Regions from separate parts of the Gossypium hirsutum genome. Here regions 1 and 3 are each linked to region 2. Evidence: chromatin contacts called from public Hi-C data. All regions are on one chromosome and are shown on one strand. Each heading gives the region's core, a stretch centred on a gene start, on an enhancer-like site or on the middle of the called end of the contact. The rest is flanking DNA. Distances are from core to core; before and after follow the strand shown.

Region 1 (3,468 bases), core at 247-2,746, 150 kb before region 2:
TTATTATTGGAGGTTGCGCAATCAGTTGGAAAGCCACTTTGCAAACTACAGTTGCTTTGTCTACTACTGAAGCTGAGTACACGACAATTATCGAGGCTTGTAAAGAAACTATTTAGTTAAAAGAACTCTTTGGTGAACTCAGTAGAGACCTTCAGATCAGTATAGTGCTTTGTGATAGTCAGAGTGACGTCTTCCTTTCGAAAGATCAAATGTTTCATGAGAGAATAAAGCACATTGATGTTCGGTATCATTTTTTGCGTGATATTATTGTTCGTGGTGATATTGTTGTGAGCAAAGTTAGTACTCATGATAATCCTACAAATATGATGACTAAGTCACTTCCTATAACCAAGTTTGAGATTGCTTGGACTTGGTTAGTGTTCATTGTTGAAGAATACCTTTAAAGGGTTTTGTGAAAGATGTGGAGAACTTGTTCATTGAGAGTTTGTGATGAAGAAATTGTTCGTTGAGAATTCATGTCAATATGGAGATTGTTAGAGTTGTACAACCCAAATTCTAAGAGATTATTTGCAAGTCAAGTTAAATAAAGTATATTTTCTTTCTAGAAGATCTTGTATTTATTAGCATAATATATTTAGCATTTATTAGCATAATATATTTGACATTGATTAGAATTAGGTTTTTTTCAACCTCTAAATAGATGTAGTCGAAACTCACCTTGTATCATTCGAATTCAACACTTGTTAAAGAAATAAAATGTAGTAGCAAAATAAGGGGATCTGTGTATGGACCATGATGCACAAGTAGAATTCGTATAGAACTACACTTCTTCTATTTGACATTGATTAGAATATGATTTTTTAACCTTTAAATAGACGTAGTCGAAACTCTTGTTGTATATGTTTTTTAACCTTTAAATAGACGTAGTCGAAACTCTTGTTGTATCATTCTCTTTTAAAATTAGTGAATTTCTTCTCATTTGCCTGTGATTTTTTCCCGATAGAGTTTCCACATAAAATCTGTATGTTCTTATTTTTATGATCATTCTATTACCATTATTGACGTTAGTTTTAACAAGAAAAATTATTATTAAAAAGATCAATTTACTTTTTAATTTAATAAATAATGATTAATTTTTTAAATTTTTAAGTAAACTAGACAAAATCAAATCTAATTTTTAATATAATAATCTTCGTGATTTGCTTTCTTCTCTCTTTAGTTTATTTTGCAATCCATCAATTTGTAATAAGATATTATATTAAAAAGAACAAGCAATCATTTTTTATTTTATCAAAGTAATTGATGATTTAAAAAAATAAATTTTTTTATTTTTTAATGTATATATTAGAATGAACCCAATAATTAATTTTCACTCTTATGAAAACTCATTAAAAATTAAATATTAGCAAAAAAATTCTAAAGCTGCTCAATACTAAAAAAAATTGAGAATACTAATTTTTTTTATTCAATAGGTGGTAATGATTTGGATATCGCCACGTTTCCATATTAATATCCGTTAGTGATTTAGACTTCCGTATTAACTCCCAAAATTGTCTAGAACAACAGTTGGCGTTTTTAACAAGAAGAAAAGCACATATCTGATTGGTTGGCTGAAACTACTTAAGAGACGTGTTTGTCGGTTATATCACCACTTTGTAACTGTCATGTTACATTAGTGAAATAAAAATTAAAAAGTTTATAAATTTGTCCCAATGTTGACACTGCGTTATACAGGGCGCTTCACTCCCACTCACTCCCACTCTCACTCTATTTTTCTCTAGTAATTGCTGGTAAGTTCTTCGATCCAAATTAGGGTTTCTTTAATTTGGGTTAGGGTTTAGTTTTTTTTTGGTTTTGATCTATATTTGTAATAAGTTTTAGCTTTGATCTTTACTTTAAAATTGAAAAATGAAATGAAAATGATATTTTTATTATGTAATTTCTATTCATTTGGTTGACTTTGCGAATGATTACACAGCAATCGGATTTGTTGAAAGATGGCTGAGGGTTCAGCTGCAGTTCCCAGCACTGAGTTGTTGGAATGGCCGAAGAAAGATAAGCGTCGGTTCCTTCACGCCGTGTACCGTGTTGGCGATCTTGATCGTACCATCAAGTAACATTTGCTTTTTTTATTTCTAGTACTATTGATGTTCTTAAATTTTCACTTTCTTTTTGAAGTTTTAATGCTACAAATTTGTATCTAGGTTCTACACTGAGTGTTTTGGGATGAAATTGTTGAGGAAAAGAGATATTCCTGAAGAGAAATACTCCAATGCCTTTCTTGGGTTTGGCCCAGAGGAGTCTCATTTCGTTGTTGAGTTAACTTACAGTACGTTTATGTTTTCCTTGTATTTTTATAGCGAAATATTTACTGCAAATGGCTTTTGTTATATCTGTAATGCTTGGAGCTGGCAAATTTTTCTTTTTGTCAAACAGTTAAAATATCGATTCCTTTTATTCAATATATGTTATAGATATCTGCTACATCTATTGTGGCATACTTCGCTACTGTTAATCTAAAGTGTAAACTTCTTTGATCTCTGAGTTAAAAGCTTTTATTCTTCTCTACAGATTATGGAGTATCATCGTATGATATTGGAACTGGTTTTGGGCATTTTGCAATTGCAACACCTGATGTAAGTTTCAAACATTTGGATAGTCAAACAAAAGATTCATTGAGAATGCTGATATATATATATCCATTTTTGTATTTTAGGTCTACAAAATGGTTGAGGACATCCGTGCAAAGGGTGGCAATATTACAAGAGAGCCTGGTCCAGTTAAAGGTGGATCCTCTGTTATTGCTTTCGTGAAGGATCCTGATGGTTATATTTTTGAGCTCATCCAAAGAGCTTCTACTCCTGAGCCACTCTGTCAAGTAATGCTTCGTGTTGGGGATTTAGACCGCTCTGTTAAGTTCTATGAAAAGGTAGTGCAAAGTAAAATAACCTTTTTCTTGACTTTTGTTTCTCTAACTAATCTTATTGTTCAATTTGACCGCAAATTCATTGTGCCTAGACTTTGAGTGCATGAATCACTTAGATGAAAATTTTATTTATTGGAGAATAGTCAATTAGTCATAAGCAGTCTTTGGATCTAATTGATTACTGGTGGTTAATGCTCCAAACTTTTTTTTTTTCTTTTTTCTTTTGAGTTGGTAATGGCCTTGCTTTTATACATCTATTTCTTTGCAGGCGTTGGGAATGAAGCTAGTAAAGAAGGTGGATAGGCCTGAATATAAGGTAAATTCTGTCCTACTTGGCTTTTTCTATTCATATTATTAGCTTAGAAGGATATGTAAAGCTTATCTTCTAGCTGCAGAGGAAGCCTAACTCTGGTTTTTGTTGCGTGTGCTTGACAGTACTCCATAGCTATGATGGGGTATGCAGAAGAACATGAGACTACTGTTCTTGAGTTGACTTACAATTACGGAGTGACTGAATATACCAAGGGAAATGCATATGCACAGGTCTGTTTTTAACTCTATACTTAGCTATATCCTTGCAG
Region 2 (3,410 bases), core at 665-3,164:
AGGCCCCTCTTGAGCAGCTCTAATGAATGAAGCCTAATGAATCTCTCACGGTTTAAATTCAAGGAAGAAAATTATTCTTGCTTGCAATATATCAAAGGCAACTGGAGCATGCGAAAGTCTGATCTTTGACGGTGACCGGACAAGTATCATACATGTAAGGAGCAAATAACATACAAAGATGGGTAAATGCTCTTATTTTTCAACTCCAAAAGACATTGCAGCTCTCACTGTGCAAAGAGTTCATAAGCATTCGAGAATTACAATGCAAAAAAAAATATCAGCATGGCTGTTCTTAAACAAGTATATAGGAATGAATAAGGAAACTACTCATAATTTAATAATTTCTTTGTAATACCTACAAGGGAACATAATTGACGGTGAAACAGGTTTCAAGTTCATTAAGCCAAAGCATTGGCACCAGCAACAATCTCCAATATCTCTCCGGTGATTTTCGCTTGACGCTGCCGGTTGTAGACAATAGACAAGGTCTTTTTCAGTTCCTGGGCATTATCAGTAGCATTGCTCATGGCACTCATCCTAGCTGCAAGCTCACTGGCTAGTGATTCCTGCAAAGCCCTCAGAACCTGGCTGTTGAGATAAAGAGGCAACAAAGCATCAAGAATCTGAACTGGGTCCTGCTCAAACTGCAAAATGGGAGAGAAATCAGCTGTCTCAGTCCTCATAACTTCTCTCTCCACCGTCAGTTTCCCTTCCCTGGTTGTCAATCTGAAGAACTCATCCTCAGCAGCATCAACACAAACACCATTTACATCACAGATTTCACCCTTTGGTGAAAGTGGAAGCAAAGTATGAATCACAGGATCAGACTTAACCAAGGATACGAATTTGGTGTACAAAAGCTCCACTTTATCGACTTCTTCACTAACAAAGAGTGAAAAAACATCATCAGCAATTGCCTGAGCTTCTTTAGCTGTAGGGAGTGAGCTACCATCTAGGAATCTGTCCACTGGGATGTAAGGCCTGCGGATGAAATATGAATTACCCTTTTTCCCCACACTGATTATTGTATAATCAAGTCCAAGCTGCTTCAATTCTGCAATTCTAGCTTCAGCTTTCTTGAGGATAGCATTGTTGAAACCTCCACAGAGACCACGATCACCAGTAACAACAACCAAAGCAACTTTTTTGACAGGCCTGACGTTTGTGAGAGGAGCATCTATGTCTTCAGTCTGGAGCTGTTCATTGATGTTGTAAAGAACTTCAACCAGGGACTCAGAGAAAGGTCTGCCATTGACAACAGCTTCTTGTGCTCTCCTAACTTTAGCAGCAGCCACAAGTTTCATAGCTTCAGTGATCTTCTGCGTGTTCTTTACTGAATCAATACGGTCTCTAAGCTCACGAAGACCACAGTGAACTGGGGTTACAGATGAGGACCTGGAAGGGTTACCGGGGGTTGAGCTCTGAGACGGGAGCTGAAAAGGGCTGATGAAAGAACGGAAAGAGAGTGAAGAAGTGTCAGAAAGAGAGGGTTTTGAGGACACCCACATTGTCAGATTTGAGCAAGACATGGTGACAATGGATCCCGGATCTCTACAAAGGATTGCAAGAGAAATTTACTCTAAAGAGAGCAAGAGAAAGAGCTTTTTCCTACAATGGCTTGTTTTTGTATTTTGATTTTTATCAAGTCTTATCCTTTTGTGTGTTGGAGAGTTGTTTCTGGTATGGAGGAAATCAGAGGGAATGTGTGGAAGTGAGAGGGAGGGAATGGATGAGGTTTTGGGATAAGGATTTTGAAAATTTGGTCCATTGATTTTTCACCATTACATCTTGATGGGGCCTTTTTGAAGTGGCAACCTCTGAATGGTTGTTTCTTGGATCTTAACTTGATAGGTTCCCTATTCTGAAAGGTATATGCTACTCCATGAATTTTGATACTTTTCAACCATACTTACAATATTTACTTGTGTTAATTTCCAGAAAATATGTGTGGAAAAGGTTATGTACCTGATAAGAAAAGCCATAGACTTTATGTTGCAAAAAAACTGATTTTCTGTAAAAATGGTTGGAGAACAGATCAAAAGAGCTTTATGATTTGAATGTCTATCATATTTCCATACAAAATAATCAAAAGATTACATTTCAGAAAACAAATGCGTTGCCTCAGACATATTGCTGGTGTTCTATACCCTGTAACAATAAGAAATGAGGGAAAATAAAGGAACAAAAAAGATGATGAAATTTCAAGGCCACACATTCATGGACCGATACATCATTAGTCAAAATTATGCAGAAGATCATTTCCAATTTAACAGGTCGAAACATCTTGCATCAGAACCGCAATGCTCCATCATCTTCCTAGATCAGTGTTGCAGGGGCTTTTTACTGTCAATGTCTACTCCTTTGAACCTATGAGATTTAAAGCTCTAAGTAATAAGAAAGGAAAGAACAGGCTAATTCAAGAACTTCCAGGCCCCTGAATCCATATCCTACTCATAAACAAAACAGAAACAATCATCATAACATCATCTTTTCCTAAAACTGTTTTTCAAGTAGAAAATTTCACATAATAATACATACAATGGCATAAATTAGCAACCTGTCGTGTTCGACAGCTGCATAATTCGCTACAATCCACACCATAGGCGAAATCTCTATATTTATTTGACATAAAGAAAAAGTTCTCAGTTGTTCATCATCTAATGACAATGAATAAGAAAGAAGGGGGAAAAAATCAAAGGCAACTGAACTAACATGAGTAAGAAAATATAAAAACTAAACTCTTGTCTCCTCATTTTCTTCCCCAAGGAGGGGTCTGACAATAGCTTGATATGTCTGTCGGGAAGGAACCACTCCGTTAAGCACCATGGAGTCATGCAATTCAATAACTTCATCTGCGCTACAATTCTTAGCAGAACATGTAATGAGCATCGTGTATGTTATAAAATCAGGAATCAGGCCATCTAGAACCATTCTCTTCGTTAGTTCTTTTGCTTGTTGAATGCACCCACACTTGCAAAGAAAGTTTATCAATGTATTGTAAGTTACTGTGTTTACAAACCTCCCTACCTTTCGCATCTCCATTAACAGAGAAAATGCCTCGTCCATATTACCACAGCTGCAATAACCGTTAATGAGAGTATTATATGTTACAGCATCAGGTAAACCCAGACTCTTTAATGAATCTATCATCCATCTTGCAGCATCCATTGACATATCCTTGCACAATCCATTAAGAATAGAGTTATATATCACTAAGTTGGGCTTTTTCTCCACCTTCATCTTTTCGTAGACCCAAACAGCACTTCCTAGTTTCCCTTCCTTGCAATACCCATCAATTAAAGCACCATACGTGACCAAGTCAGGAATTAAACCATGGATGAACATGCTACCCACAAGTTGCATGGCTCCTGATAAATCATTGCTTTTACAAAGGTAATTGATGAGAATAT
Region 3 (3,518 bases), core at 788-3,287, 250 kb before region 2:
ACAGGGATCTTGGGGCGGCTCCAGATTCTGATAGCACCGTACCCTCCGGCAGCCTTATGGAATAAAAGTGATGGGAAGTAGTAAAAGCTACCAATCTGATCTTTCACTTGGAGAACGTAAGTGAAGTTTTTCCCCGGTCGAATTGGACAGTTTGTGCCAGAAACTCCATCCTGCCATGAGTTCCTCCTTTGCTGCACACCGTTCCTGCAGACCCAAAAAAAGGAGATGACAGTCAAATTTCACATCAATTGCGACATCCAAAAGCCGTTTCAATTTATTTCATAAACATTTAAGTACATGCATACCAAATAGATAGATAATGGATAATTGGATCAGTCACTAATAAGTACAACATAAACTATGGAAAGTACAAAATAAACATTTTGAATGATCAATAATATGCAAAGTTGCCAAGCTTTATTAAAGTGAGTTGCATAATTCACAGCTTTAATTAAAACTAGGCCTAAACCCGAGGTCTGATACCGTCCTAGTAACCATAATCAAGGACACATCTTTTATTATTCTATAGGCAAGCACATGCATTTAAATAATTTACTGCAACCAGCTCTGCCATAACTAGGCAGACATTGTTAATTATTTTTATTCATCTTTTAATATTTTAAACATGAATCTCCACAGATGTGAGATGCAGCAGATGCACTAACTGAATTATCATAATACTATTAACCCATTGAGTCAGTGAAAGAGTTATTCGTTATAAAACTTGAATTTAATAATCATTTAACCATGAAAATGAACCATATTGTTAGCGTCTTTCCAAGATAGTAGGGGCGTAACTAAGCGCGGCCCCTAAAATAAAAAAAATTTTATTTAGTCATTTTAAATCAGCAAAATTATACTTTCTCTCTTAAAAATAAAAAAATTTAGTTTAATTCTTTAAAAATTGTAAAGATATATAGGCTATTAAAATAGTTAAATTATATTTTTACTATCGTAAAAATGACAATTTAATTTCGACCCCTAAAATTTTCTTCTGATTCCGCCCCTGCAAGATAGTCTATGAGATAAGAACCAACAAATTGAGAAATATAAAGGATCAAGGATAAAAACTAGGGATATACTTACGTACCAAATTTAGAAGTAGTTTATAAGGTTTTCATTGTCATCAAATTTAGCATTAGTTGAGATCTTACTAAAAATAGTAGTCATAAATGCAAATGTCTACCGATGGAAAATTGTCTACTGTTCAAGCATTTACCTTCAGATCTAAGAAACTCAAAACTTTCCCACTAAGCTGTAGTTATCTAAACCAAAAGAGCACACATTATCTTAAAATGAAAGCTGCATTTTGAGCTAATGTTCCAAGATTTTATATGTACTTTCCTTTGTTCTTTTCTAGTTTACCTTGTCTTCCTAACCAACATTAAGTAAATGATGAATAAAAAGTAAGCATAAAAAAAGGAATGTTAGCATGATTACCAAGAGATAAGGAATGGTTCATTTAAGTAGTTATAAACACTGATAATCAAGTTGTCATTAGTAACTGCATCGATATGAGGCCCTGGAAACTGCCCATTTATTAAGATCCCCTGCAATACAGTTTTTCCACATTCCAATCCATTACTCAGACACTTGCTAAACAAGTAGCTTTTAGAAACCAAAAAGAGAAACCCAGAAAACAAGAAAGAAAGTACCTGTTGCTTAACTCCAAGAGGGTAAATATCACCGTAGGTGACTTTCCAAGTGATATAACGATAAGGGTTTTCTCCATTAACGCCGAGGAACAAAATGCAAGCAATGAAGCAACAAAGGATAAGCTTGCTGTCTCCCATTTTGTTGACTTCGTTTACTTACTTTAGGATACAAAAAGAAAAACAGGAAAAAACAGGAATTCTTGTTTTTGCAAAATGTTAGATAAAACACAGATCTATAAAAAGTTTAAGGCACCATTGTTGTATCCTTTTTAAATCTTTCTTTCCCTCAATTTATTCGGGGTTCTTAGAATTAGTATGGAGGCAAAAGCAGAGCTCTGTTTTGTATGCAAGTGAAAAAAAGCGTTTTTTTATAAGATCACATTGCATATTAGCTGTCAGTGGGTTCCAATTGAATGCAATTGAATCTAGTGAGAAGCGGTGGTCCCAGCTTAATCATGTCCCTATTTAGCATCACATGGGTCGAGTTCATATGGTGGGACCGTCAGTAGCCGCTTGATATTAGCCCTTCAGAACTGATAAAACGAGCTTGTGATATATGGAACATTGTAAGTAAAGGCTGTCAAGTCTAAGCAACAAGACAGGAATCAACCCCAATCACGTGCAAAGCTTGGACTTTGCCTAATTTCATGTGCCCATTGTCCGAACTTGGTAGCGAAGAAGACTGTTGTGTTTTGATACTGATGCCGTCTTCCATTTTCCATTGCAATGGCACCATTGACAGACTGGAAAAAAAGGGTCAAAGAAAGAACCATTATTAGATTCAAGAACTTCCATGTTTAGTTTACTTCGTGCAATACTGTGTGATGAATAAAATATATCGGCGAACAATACGGCGAGAAAAATGGTTGAAACATCCAATACCTTTCACAGGGTGACAACCTAGGAAGAAAAAGAACTATATCACGGGGTTCCATTCAACGGCCAGGTTGGTTGCTTTGAGGGTGGTTCACTATTATTGCAGTTGCAGAATGTTGATGGGTGCTATTCTTTAATCAACAAATGGCAAAGCATAAGATCCAACAATGAGACGAGGCCACTGCAGTTGAATTAGATCACCCCATAGCTTTGGTGCACCTACAGGGATTGGGGAAACCAAACAATATGTAAAAGCTCCGGGATTATACTGTCCTTTATTGAAAACGGACATAATGTCCGTGCACGTAACATCTAATCGAGAAGGGAAATGTACATTAAGGCTTAAAGGAAGTAGACAAAAGTTAATTAATGCGTCTTACAGAAAATAAACCCGGCTCCCGATCCAAAGTACAAAGTGGTAATGGAGATGGTGAGAGATGGCTTCTAAAGATATGCGGTCATGCAGACGCAGACCACGAGTGGTTTTTTTTATAGTTTAATTAGTGGGTACTAAATTAACTATAATTACGACATAGGTAAGTGTACCTATCGAACAATAGTATAATTATGGTAAGTAAGGAATATCGTATCCATGAGGACTAAAAGTATTAGTAATTACTATTTTTTTATTATTTAGCCGATAAATTGATGAAATTGTTTTTAATCTAAAATTACTAAACTAATCTAGCTAAGAATGCAATAGAGAATGAAATGAGAAAAATAATCGAAGACAACTAATAAGAAAGACAATATCCAGGAAAGAATCCACCTAGACTTCACCTATTATTCTGAATCTTAATTAAACGATTTATTTAGTTGTGTCTTGATCCGTAGAAATCCCTAAATTATGTTAATATCTCTTTTGAGAGTAAGAACAACTGACTCTAGATTAATTAATTGAAATCTCTTTCTAATTAAAACTCTTATTGTCGCATTGACTCGATCTATGGATTCCCCTATTAAATTTGACTCTAATCCGGTAGATTT

Evidence for each region. Hi-C and Micro-C count contacts between places; a contact is called where the count stands out from the background.
Region 1: a contact with region 2 is called in a Hi-C map of fibers, with 5 times the contacts expected there. The contact joins the promoter of LOC107961996 here to the promoter of LOC107961992 in region 2. A contact is called at or near these places in 15 of 34 Hi-C or Micro-C datasets (anther, fibers, hypocotyl and 2 more).
Region 3: a Hi-C map of leaf shows a contact between it and region 2, with 4 times the contacts expected there. The contact joins the promoter of LOC107961998 here to the promoter of LOC107961992 in region 2. A contact is called at or near these places in 3 of 34 Hi-C or Micro-C datasets (all in leaf).

The regions. Positions count from the first base shown.
Region 1 is chrA06:116,718,176-116,721,643 of Gossypium_hirsutum_v2.1, reverse strand. LOC107961996 (lactoylglutathione lyase GLX1) reads left to right here and starts at 1,496. Exons shown (of 9, transcript XM_016898200.2): 1 at 1,496-1,751; 2 at 1,940-2,074; 3 at 2,166-2,290; 4 at 2,533-2,597; 5 at 2,678-2,890; 6 at 3,156-3,203; 7 at 3,323-3,430. The coding sequence starts at 1,959.
Region 2 is chrA06:116,566,165-116,569,574 of Gossypium_hirsutum_v2.1, reverse strand. LOC107961992 (ATP synthase gamma chain, chloroplastic) reads right to left here and starts at 1,914. Exons shown (of 1, transcript XM_016898195.2): 1 at 180-1,914. The coding sequence starts at 1,529. The coding sequence ends at 399. LOC107961991 (pentatricopeptide repeat-containing protein At1g11710, mitochondrial) reads right to left here. Exons shown (of 3, transcript XM_041115963.1): 3 at 2,030-3,410. The coding sequence ends at 2,734.
Region 3 is chrA06:116,813,916-116,817,433 of Gossypium_hirsutum_v2.1, reverse strand. It overlaps LOC107961998 (L-ascorbate oxidase homolog), which reads right to left and starts at 2,037. Exons shown (of 8, transcript XM_016898202.2): 1 at 1,656-2,037; 2 at 1,441-1,550; 3 at 1-204. The coding sequence starts at 1,793.